Regions from separate parts of the Mus musculus genome. Here regions 1, 3 and 4 are each linked to region 2. A link is a contact called in public HiChIP or PLAC-seq data. All regions are on one chromosome and are shown on one strand. Each heading gives the region's core, a stretch centred on a gene start, on an enhancer-like site or on the middle of the called end of the contact. The rest is flanking DNA. Distances are from core to core; before and after follow the strand shown. Region 1 overlaps Lpin2 (lipin 2). Region 2 holds the start of Smchd1 (SMC hinge domain containing 1). Region 3 holds the start of Myom1 (myomesin 1). Region 4 overlaps Myom1 (myomesin 1).

What was found. HiChIP or PLAC-seq counts read pairs in DNA pulled down with a chosen protein or histone mark.
Region 1: a contact with region 2 is called in an H3K4me3 HiChIP or PLAC-seq map of bone marrow-derived macrophages, with 3 times the contacts expected there. The contact joins the enhancer-like site here to the promoter of Smchd1 in region 2. A contact is called at or near these places in 3 of 484 Hi-C or Micro-C datasets (the G1E-ER4 cell line, the HL-1 cell line and Th1 cells) and 4 of 115 datasets of contacts at active chromatin or transcription factors (CD8 T cells, the HPC-7 cell line, bone marrow-derived macrophages and 1 more).
Region 3: an H3K4me3 HiChIP or PLAC-seq map of bone marrow-derived macrophages shows a contact between it and region 2, with 4 times the contacts expected there. The contact joins the promoter of Myom1 here to the promoter of Smchd1 in region 2. A contact is called at or near these places in 7 of 39 promoter capture datasets (the C10 cell line, the HPC-7 cell line, cranial neural crest and 3 more), 7 of 484 Hi-C or Micro-C datasets (B cells, the G1E-ER4 cell line, embryonic stem cells and 2 more), 17 of 115 datasets of contacts at active chromatin or transcription factors (the HPC-7 cell line, acute myeloid leukemia, astrocytes and 10 more) and 3 of 9 other capture datasets (adipose tissue, embryonic stem cells and macrophages).
Region 4: a CTCF HiChIP or PLAC-seq map of the NIH/3T3 cell line shows a contact between it and region 2, with 5 read pairs. The contact joins the enhancer-like site here to the promoter of Smchd1 in region 2. A contact is called at or near these places in 1 of 39 promoter capture datasets (the SN4741 cell line), 2 of 15 datasets of contacts at CTCF or cohesin (both in the NIH/3T3 cell line), 3 of 115 datasets of contacts at active chromatin or transcription factors (the NIH/3T3 cell line, bone marrow-derived macrophages and extraembryonic endoderm stem cells) and 2 of 9 other capture datasets (embryonic stem cells and macrophages).

Annotation. Positions count from the first base shown.
Region 1 is chr17:71,213,644-71,216,897 of GRCm38.p6, reverse strand. Lpin2 (lipin 2) reads right to left here. Exons shown (of 20, transcript NM_001357791.1): 2 at 1,734-1,934. The coding sequence starts at 1,925. Among named protein-coding and RNA genes, the nearest start is that of Lpin2, 32 kb to the right of the region's middle. Within about 2 kb of position 1,832, at least 76 of the 459 cell types and tissues checked have an H3K27ac peak or open chromatin away from gene starts, as enhancers often do. A contact at or near this core is called in CD8 T cells, the G1E-ER4 cell line, the HPC-7 cell line and 2 more, where this site is marked.
Region 2 is chr17:71,473,879-71,477,219 of GRCm38.p6, reverse strand. It overlaps Smchd1 (SMC hinge domain containing 1), which reads left to right and starts at 1,877. Exons shown (of 48, transcript NM_028887.4): 1 at 1,877-2,241. The coding sequence starts at 2,056.
Region 3 is chr17:71,017,863-71,021,207 of GRCm38.p6, reverse strand. It overlaps Myom1 (myomesin 1), which reads right to left and starts at 1,651. Exons shown (of 37, transcript NM_001083934.1): 1 at 1,557-1,651.
Region 4 is chr17:71,058,140-71,061,418 of GRCm38.p6, reverse strand. It overlaps Myom1 (myomesin 1), which reads right to left. Exons shown (of 37, transcript NM_001083934.1): 11 at 153-294. Among named protein-coding and RNA genes, the nearest start is that of Myom1, 40 kb to the right of the region's middle. Within about 2 kb of position 1,963, at least 39 of the 459 cell types and tissues checked have an H3K27ac peak or open chromatin away from gene starts, as enhancers often do. A contact at or near this core is called in the NIH/3T3 cell line and the SN4741 cell line, where this site is marked.

The sequences.
Region 1 (3,254 bases), core at 583-3,082, 260 kb after region 2:
TGTATTATGATCCTAAAAGTACTTGGGGTAGGGGTGGGATGTCTGACAAGGTATTTAACAGTTAATGGTTAATAAAACCACCCGTGTAACCTGGTAAAGAAATTACATCTCTAATTACAAAGTGCACAGAGAATACACACATCTGCTCAGCTTCTCACTTACACAGAGGACAAATGCCTGCACACATCTGCTGCAGCTCCACTCAAAGGCCAAAAGCCTGAGTCAACCTATCAATTAGAAACCTGGTTCCAGAGAACGGTGGGGGGCGGGTATGGTATGGTGGGAGAAACTTCTGAGAAGACCCCCAAAAGAAATTTTACAAACAGATCCTTGAACATCTATGGAGAAACAGCTCTAATATGAAAGTACTAATAGTGTCACTACAAAAACCACAAAGGAAACAAACACAGAAAGCACTAACTATGGCTAGACAACCCTGCCCTAGAGTAGAAGCTGCCAGGCCAAGAAGTAACACTGTAGCTGCTTCTGCTTTCTAATGGGATCAAGCAAAGGCTAGTCTGAAAAATCCAGTGGGAAATGATTTTATAACACCCAAAGAGATGGTTTCTCTTTGAAAAATAAAGTCTAGTTTTGGAAACCCACTTTCTTTCAGTTTCAAAAACCCAAAGCCTAAGTAGAGGGAGATGTATATCCAAAAAAACACCAGCAAAAACCTCTTTAACTTGTGCATGTTGGTCCTTCGGCACCCACCCTTCCACTGTGCTACCCAGTGGCAAAGTGCTCCGAAATCTTAGTAAGAGTTGCTGACATTATTATCACCATGTGGAAGACAATGTGGAAGTGAAAAGTTGCCAAATACATGCTCTACAAAGTTTTATCATTAACTCTGTTTTAAAACCTACCATACACACAATTCAAAAACCTTCTTATTGCCCAATACTTGAGGGAAATGATAATTTAAAAACATCCAAACACTGCCCCCCATTAAATGCAAAAGAGGAAAAATACAAACATTCAATTGGGGTGTTTATTTCTTTTAAATAAATATAATCTACACTTGATTACATGAGCTTAGTCTACCTACTCATAATCAGTACAACAATATTATCATATATGTTTGTGTGTATGTATCAATCAATCAATCAACAGGCTCTCCTGTGTCTCAGGCTGGCCTCGTGCACCTCTGCTATGTGGCTGAGCTGAGAATGCTCCTGTCCTTCTGTCTCTACCTCCTCAGTGCCTGCACAGGCTTGGTGCATGGTATGCAAATGTTTTGCTGACTAAGCTGTATCTCCAGACTGCATTATTTTATTTTTAGAGAGCCTTTTTTTTTTTTTAAACTGAGGATTTAAAGCATGTACATGAGCCACAGGGTACACGGGTCAAGTCACTGGATGACTTCTGAGTGTGTTCTCTTGTTGCACCCTGTGGGTCTCAGGACTGATGGAGAGAGCCTTTACCACTGAATCATCTTGCTGGCCCTACACTATTTTAAAGTGCTATATTAAATAAAGCAAAATTTCTTTTTCAAAATAAGCCCAACTTCCTCATTTGTAATTATCTCCAGTTTTGTTCTGAGTCTCTTCATGATTTCAGTTTCTTTTTCATTTGGAGAAACTTTCTATAAGAGAGTCTTTTGAATTTAGAAGCCAATTCAAAAGCAGTACCTATAAAGTTGGTTTCTTACCATGGTCTTCAATAGCATGCAAGTTTAAAAAAAAAAAAAAGAGTAAGAGGAAGGGGCCGGTCACCATGGTGACCTGTGCACTCACCACTTTCTCCTTGGACCTCAGGACACCCAGCTTCCCGAAGCGTACGTGAAAAGGCGAGCACTGGTAGGAGCCATCCTGCTGCCTCACCACGACCACATCGATGCATCCAGACAACGTGGCTTGGTTAATGCCCTTGTAGAGTTCCTTCACAGTGACGAGCACCTGCCCAGCCAGCTGGCCCACATAATTCATGGTTTGAGACTGAGAAAAGAAAACGATGTCAGCACTAACTTTGACAACTAACAGCAACGACATAAAGAGTTTGATTAAACATACACTCTGCTCTGCTGTCCAGAGCCCATTGCTCTCCTGCTGCCCCAGCTACATCACACATATGTCTCAGACTGGCAGTGCCTCTAAGTGGGGTTGGAGGCTGTGGAAGTTCTGTTTCCTTCCACACCCCAGGGTGGGGCCAACTGTCTTCATCTCCCTCCACCAACCGCTCAGGACCTGCAGTACTATGTCCACTCTGACCACAGGAGGCAAGGACAGGAGGACTGTCACCTCCAGGGGAAGCTTGGGATTTATCTTTGCAGAGAGACAAGGGATACAACTGAGAACCGAGATCTTCTGGTTCAGATACATCAGGTACATGCTGCGTCAAGCGAGCTGTGGTAAGCTGCGCCAAGACTAACACACGTACCATGACTTCAGAACCTCAACATGGCATAATGGGACATAACGTTTGTGTCCCACAATGTTCAGAGCACAAAAGGGGTTTTGGTTTCTCAACTTCAACTCACTACTCAAATCAAGATCACCAGAGCTCTGCAATTCAAAAGAGAGAGGGTACATCTAAATCTGGCTTCACCCCTTACCCTGACTCATCCACTGAAAAACCCAACCCACACCAAAACAAACCCATTAGTCCTCAGGCTGTCAGCTCTCCCTCCAGCGGGTGAACACACCATCACTCAGCAGACACCTTTATGTTACGTTAAAGCCAAATCCACAGAGAGTCCATCCCCTGGATGTAGGATCAGAAAAACCTCCAGCTTTAGGCTAATGCAGAAGTCAATTTTTATTGGACTCTAGGAGTAATGAGTCCAAACTATTAACTGCGCAGAGTGGCCTCTCTAAACCAGCTCTGGTTGCCCTAAGCTCAAGATTCCATATTTGCAAAGTTCTAGAGAGACATTCTGTGTTGTCAGGTAAGTCCTAGGTGGAACAGGGACAAAGTGCTGATCCCCTAAAAAAAATGAAGTGGACCTGCCAGGTCCCATCAGCACATAACTCAGCCTACTGGCCAGAGACAGTCAGTGCCTAAGGCAAGACAGACTCCACTCAACAGTCTATACAGAGATGACTGTAACCACAGTCTAGCTGTTGAGTAGCCTGAAGCATATAATCCTGATTATTCCCCTGGGTATTCCAAGGTTTCCAACTGCACATTCCAAAGAGCTTGCTTTGTGCAATGTACACAAGCAGCTACATTTACTACGATCTCCTAAGGTGGAGGATGTCATAATTATAAAGAAAATATGTTATAGCCATGAAACAATTATAAACAGGTGGCTTTGG
Region 2 (3,341 bases), core at 628-3,127:
AGAACAAATAAAAAAAATCCACATTAGGACCAGCTGTTAAGGATTTGATTCCCTGCACCTGCATCTGGAGGCTCACAACCATCTCCAACTTCAGAGAATGGAGTCCTCTGACCTTCAAAGTGCTTCTGTTTTTACTTATGAGATTTATAATTTGGTATTACAGAGAAATTGCCCTGTTGACCCTTTGGCTGTTAAGCCCCAATTTGCTGAACCACAAAGGCAATTCATCTTGCTTGTTAACTAAGACTTAGAGAAATGATTTGTCTTTCTCCAGTTGTTCAAATCAAACACGGCCCATAAAAGGGATAGAAGGAAATGGTTGTGTGAGTTTTAAAGATAAAATGTAAAATGCCAGCTAGGAGTAGTGACTCATACCTCTGAAGCCATCAAGGGTTCAGGTTGGGTCAAGGCAGGAGGATCAAAGTTTGATGTAGGCCTAGGAAGACTGACAAAAAGCAAATTACAATAAGATTTTACAGAAATCTCATGATAGTTGGAGGTTATTCTCGTGTCTCCTGTCTCTCAGGTGCCCTTTCAAGAACATGACCAGCTTTTGGTCACAACTTCACCTACCTCACCTACTGTTTCATTTTCTCTTCTTCCAGTCATACTATTTATGCCGCTCTACGCAAACCTTCACACTTTTGTATGTCTGGCCAACTGTCCTTGGTGCCAACAACCCGGTCTGTTTCCAAGGTGCATTGACTTTGAGTCTAGCTTTACCATTGATCATTAAGGCTCCTGCGAACCTAGTAAAACAGCACCCTTAAATCTGATCCAACTTCTAGACACATAAAAGAACTCAATTAATTAATGGGTTTCATTAATTTACACGTTTCTCTCAAGTACAAAGCATCCAGGTTTTAAGAATCAGAGAGCAAGCATCTGGCAAGGTTACCCGCCCCCCCCCATTCCTTGCTATCTGTAGAGTCAGAAGCGCATCCCCCAATAATTATGCTCAAGTTTTCTTTTTTATTTATTTATTATTGGATATTTTCTTTATATACATTTCAAATGCTATCCCGAAAGTTCCCTATGCCCTCCCTCCACCCTGCTCCCCTACCCACCCACTCCTGCTTCTTAGCCCTGACATTCCCCCGTACTGGAGCATATAAAGTTTTATGCTCAAGTTTTCGAGGAGGCTGTCTTACACATTGCACGCTTAGAAGCTGACTCAACCTCGGTGAGTAGGTTAGGTATTATCCCAAGACTCCCAGCCGCCTAAAGCCTCAGAGCCTGGCTAACCCGGGGGCGCGCATCGCGGCCTCGTGACGTCAGAGACCCGCTCTTCCTCGAGGCCGAGCTTTTGTCTCATTGTCCCACAGTAGAACCCACCCACGACGGCGAAGGAAGCGTGCAAGCAGAGCGGTGCCCGGTGTTTTAGCTAGTGTCCACCGCACCGGGACCCAGGTGGTGCAAGCTTCCAGCCGCCGCGTCCGCCCGACTTGGTAGCGCCCTGGAGACCGCATGGCTAGGGGGAAGGCGCCAGGGCCCTGCAGCGGGAGCCTGCATAGACCCTGGGGCGACACGCTTGCGAGTTGCGCCCCCCCCCACCTCCCCCCGCGAAGGCCCCTAAGGCGCTGGAAGCCAGCTTCCAGGCCGTCCCCAGTCCCCGCGGTCCGCAGGAGCCCGGGGGCGTGGCCTGGGCGCGAAGCCCCGCCCCACCTTGGCCAGCCCCGCCCCGCCCCACGGCCTGCTGGACTAGCCGGGTCTCCGTCCGCCGTCCTCTTCCTCCTGCGCAGCAGCCACGGCGGCGGCCCGCTCTCAGGTCACGGAAGGAGGCTTGGTGGGCGGCGGCGTACGTAGCTGGCGGGCTCTGAGGCGCGCTCAGCGCGTCCCTGTGTTCGCGGGTCGCGGAAGTGACGTACGGCACCCCGGCAGAAGCGCGTTTGAATCGGTTCCCGGGTTACTTCCCGGCCGCTGCCCACAGTCGGTGCTGCGCGGCCCGCTGAGGCTCGGAGCCGCGGCGGCTGGAGCCGAGGGCACGCGCGGGGTCGGTGTCTCCGGGAAGCGCGCCCGAGAGCCGCAGGGCCTTCTCTTTTTTTCTCCCTCAACATGGCAGCGGAGGGCGCCAGCGATCCCGCCGGCCTCTCGGAGGGATCTGGGAGAGATGGCGCCGTCGACGGCTGTAGGACGGTGTACTTGTTTGACCGGCGCGGGAAGGACTCGGAGCTAGGGGATCGCGCACTGCAGGTCTCGGAGCACGCGGACTACGCGGGGTTCCGCGCTTCTGTGTGTCAGGTACGTCCCGGGGCGCTGGAGGGATGCTCGCGAGGAGGTGAGGGTAGGTGGCCTGAAGCCTGGGTGGGTCACCGCCATAAACTTGTCAGATGGCCGGGATCTTGCGGCCTTGGCCTCTGCCGGGTGCCCACGTTGCGGATGATCCCTGGTTGGATGTCCCGGCCGGCCTGGCTTTGGCCAAGAAGGATGGGATCACGCCCCTCCGTGGGCCCGTGCTGGTCTAGCGTTCGGGACTTCCAAGTTAGTGGGCGCTTATAGGTTTAGTTACTGCTTTATGGTTGCAGAGTAGTTAGTGCATCCTCCTGTCGGAGAAGCACCTGTGTTTGTCCTAGTTTGTAACTTCAGAAGATGCAGAGTTGCATCCACTGGACAGTCAGTGTTGCGAGGGTTGCGCTGTTTGGTGGTGGTGGGGGGGTGAGATTCCAGGAGTCCGGGTACCTCAGGTTCAGGGAGGTGATGGAGGGAGTCTTTTACCGGCTTGTCTTGTCAGAAAGGTTTGCCTGGTCCGTCCCAGCAGGATTCTTCTACAGAGTAATACTAAGTTAGGTTAGTATTAGGAGCTGTCCTGGTTCTCTGAGCTCCAACTTCCTTGGGAGTTCCTGAACTAGCTCTAAGTGACCATGCGGACAACAAAGAACGAGTATACCTGCTTGGGGGGAAAAAAAAAAGAATGACTACGTAGCAAGACGTGCTTTATACTGTGAGATGCTTTATAGGTTGTTGTTGTTCTTACTGTTGCCTGAGCTTGAGTATGTTGGGGGAGGGGTATTGCGGGGTTTTGTTTTGAGGTCTTGCTGTGTAGCTCAGGCTAGCCTAGAAGTCTCTGTTGACCAGGTTGGCCTCGAACTTTATCCGCCTTTGCTGTCCAGTGTTGGTAGTCACAGACCCAAGTGCCACCGTTCTGGGCTCTGAACTTTTAAAAGAAGAATATGGCAATAAAACAGTGTTTTAAACAGTGTTTTCCTTCCAGAAAACCTAGTTTAGGACACTGATTCTCAGCTTTCCTAATGTTGTGATCCTTTAATACAGTTCCCTATGGTGTGGTGCCCCCCCACCCCAATTATTCTAGTTGTTACTTACTAACTGTTATGAATTGTAAT
Region 3 (3,345 bases), core at 402-2,901, 460 kb after region 2:
TTAGCAGGAAGTGCCTTTGCTTACGGAGGCCTTGCATTTACTTCATGTGTAAATCATGTGTTCACCGAAAGACTACCAGCCACATGGCAAACTGGAGCAAGTCATAATTTTATAGACACCTCTCCTAGGTTTTTTAAAAAAACCTCCCATGTATAATATTATTATTTTCAAAACTATATAACAAAATTGTTTTCAAGCAAAGGTTTTTCTTTTCCTAACCTTGTTTTGCTTAAAATTCCTAACTGAGGAGTAAATCCTTTTAAATTTTTGTCATATTTAAAACTAAGTTTTATTTAAGCTGCTTAAAAAGTCAGTGTGTTCTCTTTAGAGAAGAAAAGCCAACAAACTTCACTCCTGAAATATGTATCTGAAGTCTCATGGGAAATACCAGTCTACATGACATTTTCTAAGAGAGAGAAAAAAAAAATAGCTACCAGCAAGCAACTGTGCTTCCTTAAATCCTTAAATAGATTGCCTTTTCTGTTACTAAATATGCAGAACTATACTTAATGGATAACTTTTGGGTGGCGTTTATAGTATAAAAGGGTTAGAATACACTGTATTATGAAGTGTTAGGTAAGTCTCTGTAATGATGTCATCAAAGTGACTTACAAATAATAAAAGCTCCTTTGCTGTGTTATATTATAAACTAACATTGCTACCCAGATGGTTCAAAATGCTATCATTCTCACAAAACAGATGGTTTAAGTGTCTTGTCCCAACTCCATTTTCCATTCTTCATTATCTGTCCCAAGAATACTTACGTGATTAACATCTACTACTTAGTACATTGGTTAAGCCACCAGTGCTGAACCAAAGTATAGCAGTGACCAAAGTATAACCAGCCAGTGAGCCAGGCTTAGCCCAACACACAACTGCCAGGATTTGTTAGAAATAAAGACTTTTTTATTTTTTTGTCTTCTGTGCTTCTGAAAACTAACTTTTATTTCTAAAAATAATCTCGACGGTTAAGAAGAAATACTACCTCCAAAATTGTAACCGTGCTGTAATATTCTGATGCGGGCAGCAGAGGCCAAAAGCTGATGGAAATTAATTACAGAAGGCAATCGCTCCAGGGTCACGGTGCCAGGTCTGCCACCTCTGTGTTACCCAGTCATTTTCAAGTCAGAAATATCACAATGCTCCTGAGAGAGAGGTCGTCCACACTGCTCTCTCATGGCAGAGTTCATCCTCTCGCTTCTTCCCTCCCCCATCCCTCTCTTCCCTTGGAGCTATGTCACCGGATCATGAATTAGTGGCTCTGAAGAGAATTTGTATCCTTCTAGCTTAATTTGCACTCAAGGAGCTCTGTAAATACTTCACTGCTCCTTTCCCTGAGAAAATACTTGCATTGGATATGAGACAAATGTGAGCTTGCAGTTCCAGAAACAGAGGCATATTCTTGTTTTCAAAAGAATACGGCAAAAACAGCCACCAGCCCAGGCAGGTACCTTACTGCTCCCGTCTCCCCTTCCAGGAGCTCCTGTCACTCCCCTGCTGAGGCGAGAAGGCAGACTGAAACTCCTGAGTACATTTGCCACCTCCATGTCACTTACCGGTTTCTGGGGTGGGGGTTACGGCCCACTGCCCTGCCGCAGTCGAGGAGCAGGAGAGAATGAGGGCCCACCTAGGTTGAATCCAAGAAAAAGTTAAGAGGCAGGGCTAGAGGCTGGATTCTGGGGGCCAGTTCAAAAATAATGCATGTGGTCAGGCAGCAGAATGTCAGGGCCCCACAGCCAGCCTTTTATGGCCAGGAAGGCAGATAAATATAGCAGCACATGGGGAGGGGAGTCCCAAACCCAGAGAAGAGCATGGCAGGAAGCTGCAGGAGCAGTAGGATTAGGTTAATGGCTCAATGAGTACGGCCTGATTAAACCAAATGGAGGACCGACTTAAATAGAGGATTCTACGGACTGTGTCCGATATATCTTTACTGCTTTGTATTTAAACATACAGGGCTTGTGTTCAGAGCTAAAAACAGGTGTAGGAATCCGATCCTCAAAATGGACCTCATGGAATCTTAACGCCAAGACGCGGCTTTGTGTGCGCTGTTTGTGACACATGGAGCACAGCGTTGAAAGACAACATGGGAGAGAAAGCTGGGGCTAACTAAAGGTTAGTGCGGAGGCTTTGGGACACTCGCTGTCCCTCTCTGTTTAGGAAAAGTGAATCTTAGCATCAGGTGCAATTGTCCAATTCCTCATTCATTAGAAAAAGGAAAAGAAAAATTAGGAAAAGGAATTCGTTATCTTATCCTTCCACACTCAAGAGCAGGCTCAGCCTAACTACCTGATTCTTTGCTTCCAACCAATGGTGTAATGAAGAAGTGGCCCAGCCTGACACATGGGCTCCATCCCAAAATCCTCGTGAAAAGAACCTGCAGCAGTGGTGCACATCTGTAATTCCAGAACTCCATAGAAACGGTAATTCCATGAGTCCTACAGCAAGATGACAGACAGAGGCAGGAGGATCTCAGCTAAGCTGGTGGCTCTTTCTCTCTCTCCCTCTGTCCCTCCGTCCCTCCATCCCTCCCTCCGTCCTTTCCTCCCTCCCTCCCTCCCTCCCTCTTTTATAAACACACACAGTAAACACACTAACAATAAACAGAAAGTAATCCATTATAATCTATAAACTTCAGAAACTATTTGCTTCAAGAATTCTACTTAGACCCCCTTGCAATAGACAAAAAGACACCTTGGTGGTGGTATTCGGTCAGGGCCAGAGCAGATGGCAGTCCTTTGTTCATTCTAGCTTGATACCTGGCTTGGTGGCCAGAGCTGTTGTATGCCTAGGACTCAAAAAATCAAGTCAACTCAAATGCAGGCAGCACAGCGCAGGAGAAAGAAGACAGATAGACCCACCCTCCAGCACATGGCACAGGCAGGCAGACCAGAGACACACTGCGTACTGCCATGTTAGCACAAGATGGAGGATGTCACCCAGGGGCCTTCCAGCTGCATGACCAAACCTGCAGTTGGAGCCACCACAATGTGTGAGTGTGTGGTGGTCAGATGTGAGAGAAAGAGAAACAGAGCAGCTTGGGCATTGCAAAGAGATGGGACTGGAGACTGAACGTTCAGGAGGAGTAGCTTCATGTGAGTGGCTAGCCTCATCCCCTGAGACCTTGGTGAGGTCCCAGTCAGAGCTGCCACTGAGGACCACATCTCAGTTCATGGCTATGCAGCAGCAGGGCATTGGTGTCAAAGTCTATGACTCATATTATCTCTAGCGAACATGGGATCTCCCCTGTTGGGGCAGCGACCTGGGACCACGTGAATATCCCAAGTGGGACCAGGTAGATATCCTAGCCCTGCCCCTCACTAGTTTCAGTGATGGAGAGTTGGC
Region 4 (3,279 bases), core at 714-3,213, 420 kb after region 2:
ATCACATACATACATACATACACACACAGAGAGAAAGAGAGGTAGAGGAGGAAAAAGTCAGAGACAGCATTTCACTTAGAAATAACAGGAGGAAATCAAGCGCACATCTGGACACCTACAGAACTATGACTGAGGTTAGGCCAAGCACTAACTTATCGATAAAGTATCCCAGGATAGGGCTCCCTCCATCCACAGCTGGCTGCTTCCAAGAGATGATGATGTAATCCTTGTTAGCATCCAAAGACACCACATCCAAGGGTGCAGCTGGGGCTCCTTCGATCTCTGCATCAGCATCTGTAGAGACAGAGGGATCCCGTAAGCTGCTCAGCCAGGCTCTGCCAGCTCGGCAGACTGTGGTCACGGCGCACACATTTCCCACACGTCACAGTAGCTACGTAGTCGGCTTCACAGAGCAAGCTCCAAGTCTTATCATTTGTTCAGCAATATAACAAGGTATGCTTTCCACTTCTGGTGGAAGATCATTAGATGAGAGAATAAAGGGGGCTCTGAAAAGAACCCATGAACCTTTTCTTCTTGGTTCTCAAAATTTACCCCCCAAAATTAATAGGGAGATGTCAGCTAGGTGATTCATGCCAGAGAGTCCATTCTTAAGACATTGTTTGGCAATGGTACTCACCCAGGAGAAAACACTCCTCCCAACTGAACAATCTTTCCCTACGAGCTACACCTCTGCAACGCTTGTGAGTTACAAAGGTGTTTGATATGATGGCAGAAACCTTTGCAGACCTCTGGGTTTAATGTTAATAGGTTGGCGTTACTTGTGAAGAGCTCAGGTTACCTGGGTTTTGGACATTCTGTTTCATGACCTATAAACCATCAGGGCGTGTTCTCTGGGAAAATGTCTCCTGCAGACACACTAAATGAGAAGGACACCAACAAACCATGGCCAGGGCTGAACGTAGAACGTTTCCTGCATGCCAAGCAACAGGAAACGAGTGCTTTCCTGGGCACTCCCGTCTCTTCCCAGGCTTTGCAAGCAGGGCAGAGACAGAAGGAAGAGCAGAGCAAGAATGCAGTGGTGATGCTGATGCTGATGCTGATGCTGATGCTGATGCTGATGCTGATGCTGATGCTGATAAAGCCCAAGTACCAGAAGAGGCACTCAGAGGAGGTCTCTCTCTAGGGGAACAGCTAGCAACAACACAGAAACGTCCTTGTCTTAAAGGCCTATGACTCCACATACTGATGGAGTAATTCCCGTGTTAACAGAGCAGAGTCTAGTTAGCTGAGCAGCCGGCGATTCTGGGTTGTAATAGAAAGCAGGGGACAGGAGGTGTCCAGAGAGCCACAGACCAGCATTTCTATAACAAAGGGTGCAAGATGCCATTCAGGGGGTGAGCTTGAAGATCTATTAAGTTACTTAGGCATTCATCCGCATATGGCCACCTCTGGACCACACCTTCCATGTGCTGACCCTGAGGAAACATGTCCCAGAAAAGCCTGCCTCAAGGATACTAGCCTCTTCTTCATCAGCTGATGCTTCAACTCCAACTGACAAGCGCTCATTGTTCCAGGAAAGCAAAGGTTTCATTTTTGTGGCTTTTAATTCACAATACCACAAGAATAATCACAGTTTAGCTGTGTCTGGGGAATGGCGGCCCCACTGTCTGGTGATGATATTACTTCGTAAACAATCATGTCTTCTGTTTCCTGTATTATCTTCCACTTTTACTAACCTTGGGCATGGGTGTTTGTCAGAGTTGCTTTCCTAAGTTCATTTAACGCTCTTCTGGGTGCCCGTCCTGGCTAGTTTTATGTCTGCTTGATACAAGCTGGAGTCATTTGGGAAGAAGGACTCTGAATTAAGAAAATGCCTCTGCAAGATTTGCCAATAGGCAAGTCTGTGGTGCATTTTCTTAGCCTTGGGGATTGATGGGAGGGCCCAGGCCAATGTGGGTGCTGTCATCCTTGGGCTGGTGGTTCTATAAGGAAGCAGGCTGAGCAAGCCACAAGGAACAGGCCAGTAGCCAGCATTCCTCTGTGGCCTCTGCATCAGCCCCCCACTCCCTTGGGCTCTGACTCAGCTTCCCTCAGGGATGGATTTGTATGCTGTAAGACGAACTAAACTATGCGTTGCTTTTGGTCACAGTGCTTCATCGTAGCAATGCAGTGGTAAACTTTTAACAATAGTTAAAAGTATTGTTCCTGTTCTCAAGATGGGCAACACAGTGTGGGGAGTCTAGCATGGTGGGAATGTATTCTGAGGGGCGCTCTCAGTGTCCAGCTCCAGCAGCTCCTGTCCAGCTCCGGGCCACAGAGCCCACTAGCCAGCATTTATCCTCTTCAAAGCTTCTAGCTTTCTCTCTCTCTCTCTCAACTTCCAAATAGCCTAACTTCCTATGGGTTGATTAATCTGGTCAAAGATTAGCCTGTTACTCATTATGGCCTCAGACATAGGCTAATAATAATAATAATAACTTTTTTCAAAATGTTATCTTATTGTTTATATTTATTATAGAGGTAGTTCATGATTATCAAAGAGATGATAATCAAGAAGGTTAAAATCTCCTTTAAATCTGTAACTCAGAAATAATGGCTACTGACATACTGGCCTAAACTAAAAGATGAAAAAATATTTTGAGATGGGTCTTGCTAGAATTTATGGCTCAGGCTGACCTTGAACTGGGGATCATCCTGCCTTGGCCTGCTGAGCGCTAGGATTGTAGCTGTGTGCCAGCACGTCTAGCAAAAATGATAATGATTATTACTAGTCCAGGCTGGCCACAAACTCATATTTGATCTACTTGCATTTTCTTGTGTCCACTCTTATGTGGGTTATGGATATATGCAACCACATAAGAAATAAATCCTAAATATGATGATTTTTTAAATAACTTGGGTCATGGTGTTCATGCAAACTTCTTTTTCTTGATACATTTCAGGAAGTACAGATATACATCATTCGTTTTCACTGCTGCATAGTAGTTCTTTATGTGAAGCATGAACTTCTTATATTTATTCATATATATTTATACCTTTTTATTAAAATATATGTACAGATAAAGACATTTTAATTTAGTACTCTCATTGGTAAGCAACTCTGGTTTTATGTCATATTTGTCTTCATCTTTGTCCATTTTGTCCTGGAACTGGAGAAGTAGGACTGTGTGCTTTAAATACATAGTTGTAAAACATCCTCAGAGACTTTGAACCAGTTCATAATCACAGCCTCGTATAGGAGGACCGGCTTCTGCGTCCCCCTGCCCTGGTAGAGTTGTTTTTATTATGTGTATTATATGTGTGTGTGTGTACATGTGT